Regions from separate parts of the Anser cygnoides genome. Here region 1 is linked to region 2. Evidence: chromatin contacts called from public Hi-C data. All regions are on one chromosome and are shown on one strand. The core of a region is the stretch at or near the end of the contact, and the rest is flanking DNA. Distances in the headings are between cores, read along the strand shown.

What was found. A called contact is a pair of places that touch in the nucleus more often than the background predicts.
Region 1: a Hi-C map of liver shows a contact between it and region 2, with 1.8 times the contacts expected there. The contact joins two enhancer-like sites. A contact is called at or near these places in 2 of 7 Hi-C or Micro-C datasets (both in liver).

What each region holds. Positions count from the first base shown.
Region 1 is chr1:61,126,227-61,132,370 of Taihu_goose_T2T_genome, reverse strand. HIPK2 (homeodomain interacting protein kinase 2) reads right to left here. Exons shown (of 15, transcript XM_066997849.1): 15 at 1,207-6,144. Among named protein-coding and RNA genes, the nearest start is that of KIAA1549, 20 kb to the left of the region's middle. Within about 2 kb of position 3,175, at least 2 of the 3 cell types and tissues checked have open chromatin away from gene starts, as enhancers often do. A contact at or near this core is called in liver, where this site is marked.
Region 2 is chr1:60,824,538-60,830,320 of Taihu_goose_T2T_genome, reverse strand. The region is part of intron 6 of TBXAS1 (thromboxane A synthase 1); the gene reads left to right. Among named protein-coding and RNA genes, the nearest start is that of SPIC, 140 kb to the right of the region's middle. Within about 2 kb of position 4,075, at least 1 of the 3 cell types and tissues checked has open chromatin away from gene starts, as enhancers often do. A contact at or near this core is called in liver, where this site is marked.

The DNA of each region.
Region 1 (6,144 bases), core at 1,926-4,425, 300 kb before region 2:
TGACAAACATTTTTTTTTTTACAGTTTTATAGATGTGTTACCAAACAAACAACAAAACAAGATAGTGTAACACAATGCAAACATGGAGAAACTCTGCCATTTATTCTAGCTCTTTATGATTTATAGGTGTTTCTGAGATTAGACCGTTCACCAATGTCTCCTCCTTATACCATCACCCAGTAAACTCCTCATTTCCAGTAAAGCACCTACCCATGCAATTACCTGCTAGTATATGATTAAAAGCTTGATGTTTATTAGGATATACAATTTTAAATTAAACACAAACTTAAGTGGCTTGTTAAATAGGCACCGGCAGTACAGCTTTAATTGCTTTTGCTGAATTGGGGTCTAAGCCAGTTTAAGGCAGCTAGGTCTTGCGTCCTCTTGTTACCAAAGGTTTCAGCATCTGCCTAGAAATCCAAAGCAACGCTTATCTGGTGTTTCATAGCAGGTAACCCAGTATAAACCACTGTGAACCTCACTGGCCAGCCATGGGAAGGCAGAGGGCAAATTAAGAAGCTGAATCCTGCATGCCAGGAGACTTGGCAGTTCGCACACAAGTCCCTATGCTGGACAACGTCAGCAACAAAAAGGAGGAGGTCTTGCTCTCCCTCTGGCACGGGGAGTAGGTGAGGGCCCACTCATCTCCTGCAGGGTGGCACTGAGTAATGGGGGATCTTCCACAGGTATCCCGCCTGAGTGAGTTTATCAGTGCAAATGGGGCACTGCCCAAAGGGCAGGCACTGCTGGTGGCAGCGTGTGGTTGTTGAAGCGTTTTGGTGTCTGAGTAAACTTCTCAAAGGTCAGCTGGGGCTTGGCAAAGAGATGAAGGGGAACAAATGAAACAGGGGCTCAGGCATAATGCAAAGAAAAAGCAGGCTAATATTTGCAGCTGGTGCCCGCACCTCCGTCAGCATGCCAGGGAGCTCCAGAGGGATGTGTAAGTTGCAACCCTGCTGTGCTTCGGTGAAGCTCCAAATGAACATCCAACCATAAACACACTCTTTTGCAATAAGAACAAACTGCTAGTCTCACACGTGTAAAAATTCCACCTCAAAGGGAAAACTGTTTACTTATTATTAATGATACTGTTAGCGATGTTTTCCAAATAGACTTGGGAGATTAAATAAAAGTAACTGAAAACTAACCAAACATTCAGACCAAACTTTAACTAGCGATAAGACATACAGACACACAAACTTTGCAGTGACTTAAAACAGTTTAATGTAATTCCAAGACAAAGTGTGATTACATTTCTACACATATACAATATGCATATGTGAGTTTACAAATTCTGATTAATAACTCGTTTCACCTCAGAGACCGAAAAAATGATCAAAAAGAAACCGTGAATAACAAGCTATAACATAGTTCACCACAACGGGACCTCCTTTCTCACCCTACAGTTAGTAATATTACAATTAAAATAACTATATTCTTCTATAATGTATTTTCTGTTAAAATCATCTCATAAATTTACAATGCTATTATTAGTTTCCAAGACTAATATAAATTCACTCCATTTTTCTACAACGAAAATGATTATTAATTAGAAGCACACAACGTCATGATGAAAAACACAAGCATTTTTTTTTTTTAGTAGCAAGAACTTGATTGGTTAAGAATTAATTTTCTTGTAAAACATTCTAAAGCCAAGTAAAATATCCATTCTTATAACATACCTATAATATGAGACTAAGGAATAGGTTACATAGAGGTCTACAACACATCAGTTTTTTTTTGTTTTGTTTTGTTTTTTTAAAAGAAGAAAGACATATTTTCCAAAAGAAAAAAAAAAAGGAAAAAGAAAAGAAAAGAAGAAAAAAAGGGACAATTCACATAGGAAAAAAAAAAGCAGTACACAAGAAAATACTGTTGCACACAATAATTTTCACAAAGATTAACATGGATTAACACTCTTATTACAGAAACCGTACAGTGAAGGAACACAACGGCTCAGGGCTTTCATGGGGTATCTGGGCTGAGATGATGCTGTAGAGAAAGAACCATTCGAGATCCAGAGCTGGGGCAGGGGCATCTTTTCCCTTGCAGTGGTGATAGCATTTCACAGCTTTTCCTCCCATCTCTCCCCCTCAAGAATTTTGGTTCAGTGTACGTTAACTTCCACTTTCCATCCAGGGTGCGCTGGGCTTGTGGGCAGTCGAAAGGTATAAAATGCTCCCTCCACTTCCCCCTTCCTGATTTTAAAAGGATTTTACTGTTTGTAAATAATGTTTCACCTCTTGGTTCATTTTTAACTACCCGAAGTCTAGCCTTGTCAACTTCCTAGATGCCCCTCTTTCTTCTCACCATCTCGCTCCCTCTCTTACTCTCTCTCTCTCTCACACTCCTTTAATAAAGCTATTAATTACACTTCCGCTCCTTTCAGAAATTTGGTTTGGTATGAAAGATACAGGCTACATTCTGATTCTGCCCAAGTAGAATCGGTACCCAAAAAGCCTTGGTTTCTCGGCTGGTGAAACAGGGGATGAGGAGATCCTTTTTACACCTGAAATGGTTGTGCCCTGGGATATCCATGGAAGTTTCATTTTGAAAAGAATACAGAGCAAAAAATCAAATTAAATAAAACACAAAATCGAACACAGAAGGAATAAAGGTGGGGGAGAAGGGGAGCCAGAAGTGTTGTATGTAACCATGTGACATGGAAGCATGGCAGAAGCCTGTTATTTCCTTTCCGAGGGCAGCGGTGCTATACGTAACCATTCGGATTCTATGGGATGTGCGTTGCCAGTGGCCAAAACCCCTTCTTGCCTGACAAGTTGCAAGCCAAAGAATTCAAAAGGACTGTCTCCTTCGCTTAAGTGTGCTGGTGTTTGTGGGTCTGACCCCCCTTAAGAACAAAAGGTCGTGCAAGTGCCGAGGGCAGCAAAAGGCGATGATTGAGAAAGGGGGGATGATCCCCGCCAGCCCCAGCGCTGCTCGTGGGCTGCCGCGCGATGCGTCGTCGCTTTGGTTCCGTGGGTTACGGGGTGGGCACGGCAGCCCCGGGCTGCACTGGGGGATTGTATCAGCAGCCAGTGGCACCACGAGCATCTCCATTGCTCCTCTGCAACACCGCTGACCCCGGGGTCGCTGGGACCAGTGCCTCAGGCATGGGGCAGAAATGTAAGGGGCCCCCCTGGGGCACCCAGGCTCCGCCACAGAAGATCGGTTCTTCAGACAGACACAGATTTATGTTTTTAAATGCCAGTTCCTGTGCTTTCATGACCTAGCAGTACCATTTTGCCCAGCAGACATTTATACCATGTTCATTGGTTACTCAAGTGACAGAACACAAAAGAGCAAGCTAGACAGCTAGGCGAGACTGGGGAGGGGGTAGTGTGACATACCCAAATGCAAAGTACACCGTAACAGCAGCAGGGAGACAGCACTGATGGGAACTGACGCTGGCTAAGAAAACAAAGTTGACAACGAGATGGTCAATGAACTTTGTATTTAGTTTACTGGTTCAAACAGTTTCTGCGGTGGTAAGCACCGTTTGTAATAACGGGGTGAACAGACGAAAGCCAAATTACAGCATTGCCTCTGAGTGGCTGTCATACACCACACACATACACACACACACACGTACAAAACCAAAATAAAACAGGCAATCACTAAACTCAGGAATTAATCATTTGGCTAAAGATTTATCAACAGTACAATACAATCCTTCCTTTGAATATCCTTCATTCTCTTACATGGGTATCTTCATCCAGATGAGGATCCTACACAGAACAGTGAATTTGGAAGTACTGCGCTCCCTGCTTCAACCCAAGGAGTTTGATAAAGTATGGTATTAAACGAGCACACAAACAAATAGCTTATCTGTTGGACTAGAGGTGCTAAATCCACAAAGTGGGTGGAGTGTTTTTCAACCAGACTTTGGAATACAGTGGATTACTTGATCTCTGGACTGACTTTCCAACACTATGTTATATCTCAGAACAGAATATACATATTAAAGACACACTTGTACTTTTCCATTTGTAAAGGGCAAAATTAAAAAGAGGCAGCTGTATTGAGTTTTTGAAGGTGTCACTTACAAACACAAGATTTCCCTTAAAAAGTACCAGTTTAAATGTAAACTATAAAACACTGTAATAACTATAAAATGTAGCCAGAAAACTGTTTAAGTAGCCACGGTCTATTATTCAGTTCATATTGGTTTAAAATGTGACTCATTAAATATCTTCTAGAAGGCCAAAGCATTTTACAGTAGCTATAAACATATATACTTACATGTGCATTTAACATCACAATTGATTAAAATACATAAAAGAGTAATCTATTCCTTGGTTTAACTTTTTCTCTTTAAAGATTCACTGTCTTCAGAATTCACTCAAGCAACAATGACCAGGGTGGGCATTTATCGTTATTCCGCCCATACAGAGTTTAGAGTCTTTGAATCAAAGTTCAAGCTGGCTACATGTTTTCAGAAAGGCTAAAACCAGGATGAATGCCCACATTTGAGGTAATTATTGCCATTAGGTCACAGTTTGCGTAATATAAGTGTATCTAAATCCTTCTGTAAAAAACCCGAGGATACCCCACGGTCTGCTGGCATACCCTCTGTCGCCGTCAGGATCCAGAATCCTGACCGGCGGCGGGTTTGCTTCCAAAGGAGTCGGCGGTCCCTGAGCACCAGGCGCCTGGCGCAGCCGCCGACTGACCTAGAGCCCAGGCCAGCGAGCCTGCAGCAAGCCAGTTTTGGAAAAGAAAGGAAAAACAAAAATCAGAGGTGCCATAAAAGAGACAAATAACATTTCTGATCAGAATTCCAGACCAAAGCTTTTCTGTCTTATTCCTTTCCAAACAATTTGCTGGAAAAAAAAATATATCAAAACACATTGGCATTAAATATTAACTCTATGCCAGCACTGCAAAAACTCCTTGGCTATGTTCTGAAAATGGGATAAGCTTTGCTTTTGCTCTGAGCATTGTTGCCCCATTGCTTTCTGTTTCAAAGAGGAAACCTTGTTTTAAAGAAAGAAAAAAATTAAAAAAAAAATAAATCCCTGGCTGTCAGAAGTACACGCAAGTATTTACAAGGTTTGTGTGAGTCTGCACACGGTTCCCCTCACAGCGAAAGAGTTAAGAACAGAGATGTCACAATATTTATCAGTGCAGTAAAAAATATCATTTTTGGAAAAAAATATACCTTTAGTATTGCCTTTCTTAGATTAACTATGATAAGCAAAAGATTAAAAACAAAAACTTTATCCTCAAACACACATGAATAGTCTGTTATAGCAGCACTGCTAAAACTGGAAGGACAAAGCTAACCCGTAAATGAGAAACAGGAGTTTCAAACTAGAAATGCAGAAAGCCAACCCTCCTAGCATGCTTCGTGAGACCTCTGAGGAACCGAGCTCGTTCGCCATTTGAGCCCCACTCCTTACGCGTGCCAGCGCTGTAACGCATGGCCTGTAACCCGCGGAGCCTGGCGCCCGCAGGGCCTAGCCCGGCCGCCCGCAGTGGCCTGCCCTGCCTGTCCTGCAGGCCGTCACACGTGCCAGCAGCTTTTAACAGACTGCCGGGGTCATCCCCAGACACTCGGGGAAAAGCCACCTCTGTCACAGAGCCCTGGCTGGTGGCTCTCGCCTCACACTGCCCCGGCGGACAGCGGTGCCACCTGTGGGACGGGCACCCACCAGGAGAGGCTGGTGCCGTGCTCCCGCCAGCTGCCCCAGCACCGCCATGCCACAGGACCAACGCACCAGCTCCAGGCGCTGCCGGGGTAGGTGTGGGGATCCCCGCAGTGGAGACCCCCACCTCCTCCTCCCCACATGCAGGGGATGAGCAGCAGGCCGCGAGAGGCCAGTGGGGGCCAGCACGTGCTTTGGGCATGGGCTCTCCTCACAGGAGAGCCAGGGAGGTTCGGGGACCAGGGGGGTAATGGGGGCAGGTGTCCAGGGTTGGGGACCAACTGCTTTGACGTTCCTGTGGGACAGGCAGGGCTACGTCAGCAGGACGGGGGAAAGCCTTCCCGTCCCACACTTTTCCTGTCTGCGTTGCCCACCCTGAGCAAAGATCAGTTATGTGGACTTTGCGTACAGCTATCCCGAAACTGGCAGACCTCTCCGATGGGCTGATTGCCAAGCCATGGAAGAGCACACCGGTAAGTCCAACACCCTCGCCCAG
Region 2 (5,783 bases), core at 2,826-5,325:
AGCAACCTCTGCCGGCACTGGCAGAGCGAGGTGAGGGTGAGCGGGCAGAGGCCCCGTGCGTCCTGCTTTGGGGCCTGGCAGAGGCACGTTTGCAGGGTCTGACTCGTGAAACTGAGGCGGGAGAAGTCCCATTGCTTGCTTTGCGCTGCTTGGTGGCAGAGCTGCAGAGCCGGAGGAGATGGAGGTAGAAGGTAAAATGGCGGGCCAGCCAGCACCTTGCACCCAGTTCACCTGTGGAAATTGCAACCTTTAGTTTTAGCTCGATGGTCAGCTTTCCCTGTGCTGCCTCTTCCAAACTCTGTATAAAGGGTGGAGGCTCCATGTTACCCAGAAATGGTAATTTTCTCCTCCCAAGTCTATAGAAAGTGGGAAAACAAGAAGAGAGAGAAGGGTCTCTCTAAAAGGCCCGACTTCATTCCAGTCTCATGTCTTCACCAGAAGACCGTCTGTCCCTGCACAGAGTAAATTCGGCAGTAAATTGCCGGCAGTAAATTTGTGTTAGCTTAAGAACCTCTTTTGAATGGATGTACACCTCAGCCTTGCATTTCACTTTCAACCCAAATAGATGAATAGTCCTGGGATTTGAAGTTAATGCAACTTAACTTCTCGCTCATATGCTTCTCTTGCTGTTGCTTAATTTAGAAGCCATACCAACACTTCTCAAAGGAAATCAATGCTCATTAATTATGATCCCACTTTTTAACTCTCCCATATTTAGTACTCTGTCAGAACCTCTGCAGCATGGAAATGGAAATATTGTGTTCTAGTATTGGCCATACTACAGAGTATTCACGATTATGTAGAAGTCATCCTGTTTATAATAAACTCTTCCTCTCTAACCCAAAGGAATTAGAAATGAGTTATTTTTGCTATGAATTTGTTGCATAAGAACCTGGGTTTGTTGTTTTATATATATTTATAAACACTGCTAGACCCATATCTCATTTCTTCCCTGGGATACTGATTCGTTTGCCACAGATATCTGAACTTTAGAAAAAAGCAAACAGAAAAACCCACCACAATCTTCCTACCACCCTGTTCACTCTGGATGTCTACTTTGCCTTCACATAATATCAGAGTCACCCTAGAGAATGGTTCCCCCCAAGTGTTGCAGCTCCCAGCTCTGCTCTGAACATAGGCTTGCCTGTCTGGATGCTCTGAGAGAACTGGGAGCTATTAGCCTGTGACAGAGCTATAAATGTTAACAACTCTTTGTGCTCCCCATAACAATCCCTTCAGACAAATGATGTGCAGAGTTGGATACAGACTCCTGATATCTCCATTTCCGAAACACAAGAATCTACTATGAGACTGAAAGACAGCTTCAGTACTAGCAATAACGAGAAGCTGGTCATCCACTCCTTGAGCTGGCTGCTATGGGACAAAACCCAAGGCAGAGATAATATATATTTGCTAGGATTTGAACTGTAATGCCCCACAGAGACATCTAGCTGCTGTGGCTGGGGGTGGAAGTGTGCTTTGCGCTTTTGTCTCAGTGGTATTGGTGTAGTGTCACTGAGAAGTTCACTAAGCGTGAGGAATTTCACTTCAGTTTGGCAAACGTCTCCAAGAGCTGGTCACCAAATGAGAAAAAGTTGATCCCAGAAGTTTGCAAAGTTATGAGCAATTAATTGAAACCAGAGGTTATAGAGCGGTTGGGGAGCCAGTGCTGTGATTGCTGCTTGCATGAAGAGAATTGATTCCCTAACATTTTTAAAGAATTTTCTAGCATTTTCTGTTTTTGCTCTCTGTACCCTCAATTCCTCACTTTAAAAGCTGTGCTCTGCTACTGTTGTTTTTTAACTCTATAAACTGTTGTTTTTATAGAGTTCCATACTCTCTGTTCCCCTTTTTCAATTTTCATTTTCAAATGTGTATGCAAAGATTAATAAAGTAGTCCACTCCAGCTGAAGGAAGCTTTGGATCCAGATAACGTTAAATTCAACTACAGTAATGGTGAGCATAGCGTAAGTCAACAGACTTTTAGGCTTGATCCTGCAGTAAGATTTAGTAGTCTTACCCCTGTGAGATGCCACTGGGGTTGGTAGCAGATTTGATAATAAGCTCTTCACAGTGAGCCCCCTGAATATACCATACAGTGCCATTGCTATGGGAGCACTGAGAATGAGAAATGAGAGAGAGGAAGCAGAAGAACCAAGAAGTTTCACTTCCAGCTTTGCCACTGACTGTCTCAGTGTGATCTGGTAAAAGCTGCCTAAATTCTCTCTACATGAAACATCCTTCATCTGTTAATGGGAATATTACCAACCACTGAAAGTTGATCCAAGGTGTAATGCATGAGGAATTTGTGAAGTAATATAGCTGGAGGTTCTCAAGTAAAAGATGCAGTTCCCTGTGTTCCTGTCATGCTCTCCTCAGCTATTATATATTGAAATGAGCTGATATCTTAGTGATCGTGGTGTACTGATCTTGATTCCCTATTTAGTGTTTCTTATTTAGTTTCTCCCCTTTTTGCTGTGGTGCTTGTGATGATCCTGCAGTTCTGGACCCCTTGTCAGACTTGATAAATAGCTTGGCTCTCTTTTACAGCCAGCACCAGCAGAAAACCCATTGATTTTTATTTATTCTGATGGTGCTGCAGTACTCTTGTCATCTCCTATCAGTATGCTGGGAATCCTCTCCTCCATTAACTAACCATTAAAACAAAACAGAACACAAAAATTAAAGAAGAGAGTGCAACATAATGTAGCATTGTCCTAAATAACCTGTGAAGTGGAGTTTGTGTTACGGCATTTTTTTATCAATTGAAGGGAGACACAAGGCAGAACTTGTGATAAGTTGACAGAACAATGCAAGAAAATCCTCTAGTGTCAGTCTCAGGCACATAGATCTTCCATATCCCACTAGTACATAGGATCTGGCAGTGCAGCTGTTGAGATTTCCTTGATTTTCTCTCTACTCTACTCTTGCACAGTGGTCAGAGGCATTTTGGAAGAGTGTCTGCAAGTTGCAATTGCTATTCAGCAAAGCAAGTGCACTCACCTGAGATGATACAAATCACTAACTTAAGAGCTGATATGTGAAATGTGCATATCCTAGAGCCAAGAGTCAGTGTCTGCTTGAGTTGCTCTCTTTGGTAAGTTGTGCCCGTCAGTAGCAGAGCCCCACTGTGAGGTGATGGAAACACACCTCTGCTCTTTTCCTGGTTTTAGTCAGTGACTTGATATCTGGAGCAGAAGAGATTCTTATGCTGGGGGTGTATCTTGTTTTCCTTCTTCTTTCCTTATATTTCATACCATTTGTGGGACAAGAGGCCTGCCATGACCTTGCTATACTATATGTGAACAGTAAAGGTTTCTGGTGTGTCTCTCGACAGTGAATACAATCCAGGCTTCTTGGATGCTAAGAATAAGGGGAATAATCATGGTAAATACTGAGGTCCACATCTAACTAGAGGAATGTGACTCCGATGCCTTTGAACAGTGCAAACATCCCCATGCACCGTGCATACGCAGAATCGGAAACTAATTGTTGTTATGTGCCAAATAGCAAATTGGCAGGATTTATACAGCAAAGCCCCTGGCATCACGAAAACCCTAACCCCAAATGCTCTCCTTTGGCAGAAGAAAGAAATTTGGACTCTGGGCTACTCTTGCTACTAGATAACTGGCAGATCAAATATTTACAGGGACCATATTGTTTAGATTTTTCTTCATCCTGTTACTCTCAGCCAATCTGAACACAGAGCAGCTGGGGTTTGTTTACCCACCAAGAACTGAATCTCAGGCAGGTTATGCAGCTTTTATGTTCTGACTGGCAAATGATAATGTATAGGAAGTTAGTGATACCCAAGGCAGTGTAGATCAACATGTCTGTTACCGTGCCTGTTTTCAAAGTTTGCTGTGGTTCACCTCCCCCAACACTATTTTATTTTTCTTGATGATTGAGCAAAGAGTTTAAAGTATTAAGGGACTTGAGTACATTTCACTCTGTGGTCTTTGTAGTTGGCAAACTTGGATTAATTTATGTCCCTCAAGGGAATAGAAACCCAAACCCAAACCCAGGATTCCTAAGTAGATATCCCCCGTAGCTTTCATATGCAAATAATTGTCTCATTGATATGACTCTGTCCTATAATGCTAACAATAAATCAAATCCATGTGCCCCCCTCCCCACTTTCCCGCTTAGATGTGCTAATAAAAATATCTTTTTGTCTAGAAATAAATTGCTACGGCATTTTGAAAGGCTGGCGGAATGTAGAAAGTTCAGAGGTGCTGCGAGATGCCCTGGCCAGGCATATGTGCCCCTGCCATCCCTGCCAGCTGTTGGAAAGCAATAGCAGCCAGCTGGGTGGTTTCAGGTCTGGTGATGTGCTGAAGAATGAAAGAGAAAATAAGGCAATAAAAGGAAAAATTTGAAATGATCACCATCTGTTTAGAAAACATCGTACCTGTTAAAATATGGATTTTCATTTTGTTCTCCTTGACTGACTCAGTTCATTCGAAGGGCTGGACCCAGAGATTATAAAGCATTTTGCCCTGGTTTGATTTGTTGAACAGAAATGTATTAATTTTGTTGAATCATTTGAGAAGAAGCTCACTGCAGGGGACCTTCTTTAGAAAGCCAAAAGGGGCAGAAAACTGCCACATAACATGGTATGCACCTCCCAAACATATATACCAGCTGCTTTTACAGAATACTAATCTGGATTCAGAATTGTTTTGTGAGATTCCTGTTGCACAGCCCAAATCAATCCAGCTTTTGAACTGAACAGACATCCTGCTCTGTCCCGTGTAGGTACGGGACTTCGAGAACAGCTAGACACATTCTTGACTAAGACTTCTGCCTTTGGAGAACATGTTGGATGCTCCCGCGTTGGCCTTTTGACTGCATACAGTCTTGCCCATGTGTTGGGATGGCAGCGTGCCTGTGCACGAAGTGTTATGCCAGTTTCACGGAGGTAGAAGTGCCAAACAAAATGGACTTGGCTGGGCAGCCTGCATAGCTTTTGGAGTGTGCTGAGAGGCTGCAGTAAGTCTTTTTTGGTAACAAGAATGTCAGAATAGTAGGACAAGTCTGTTCTCATATTTGTTGACATCCGTATGCTGAAGGAGGTTGCTCAGGAAGGAAAGACGGGTTGCTGTGCATATGTCTGCTAATGCTTGGCATAACTGAGGCAAGACTTGGGTATTAAACTGCAGGAGGATCTGTCACTAGTCTCTGTGGAGGAAGCAAATAACGCCATTAGGGTAATGGCTAGATTGCTGCTATGCCCTAACTCAAAGTAAGCAATTAGAGTCTTCCTCTGCCCCCCTTGAAGGTGTAATCAAGGTAAGTGTCTGGTGCTGTTCATATGAAACAAGTTATAGAGAGACTTTAAGGAGGTCCTGATGGTTGCCTATGTCTGTTTTCCATGAAGTGCTGAAGAGGAAGACTATTTCACTGTTAGCCAGACAGGGTGTGGGTAGGTCTACCTGACCATCATTTGTCAGCAAATGGAAAGAACCACTAGCTGAACAAATTCACAGAGTGTCCACTTAATGACGGTTGCCACTCCAGACAACCCTCTCCTCAGCACTCTTCCCACAGCACGGCAGCACTCTTCCCACAGCAAACTGTAGTGATATACATGGTGCTTTCCCGATGTACTCCTTAAATCCCTCAAACTGAGGGATGGCAAGATGGAAATACTAGGCCTCTGGTGATGACATCTTTATAAGACTTTGAGACCACAGAAAATATTATTCCTTCCGCTCAGTAGTATATGTAGCCTAAATGTAATGGCCTGTAAATATGGATCATGATAGATCATCAGCTGGGAC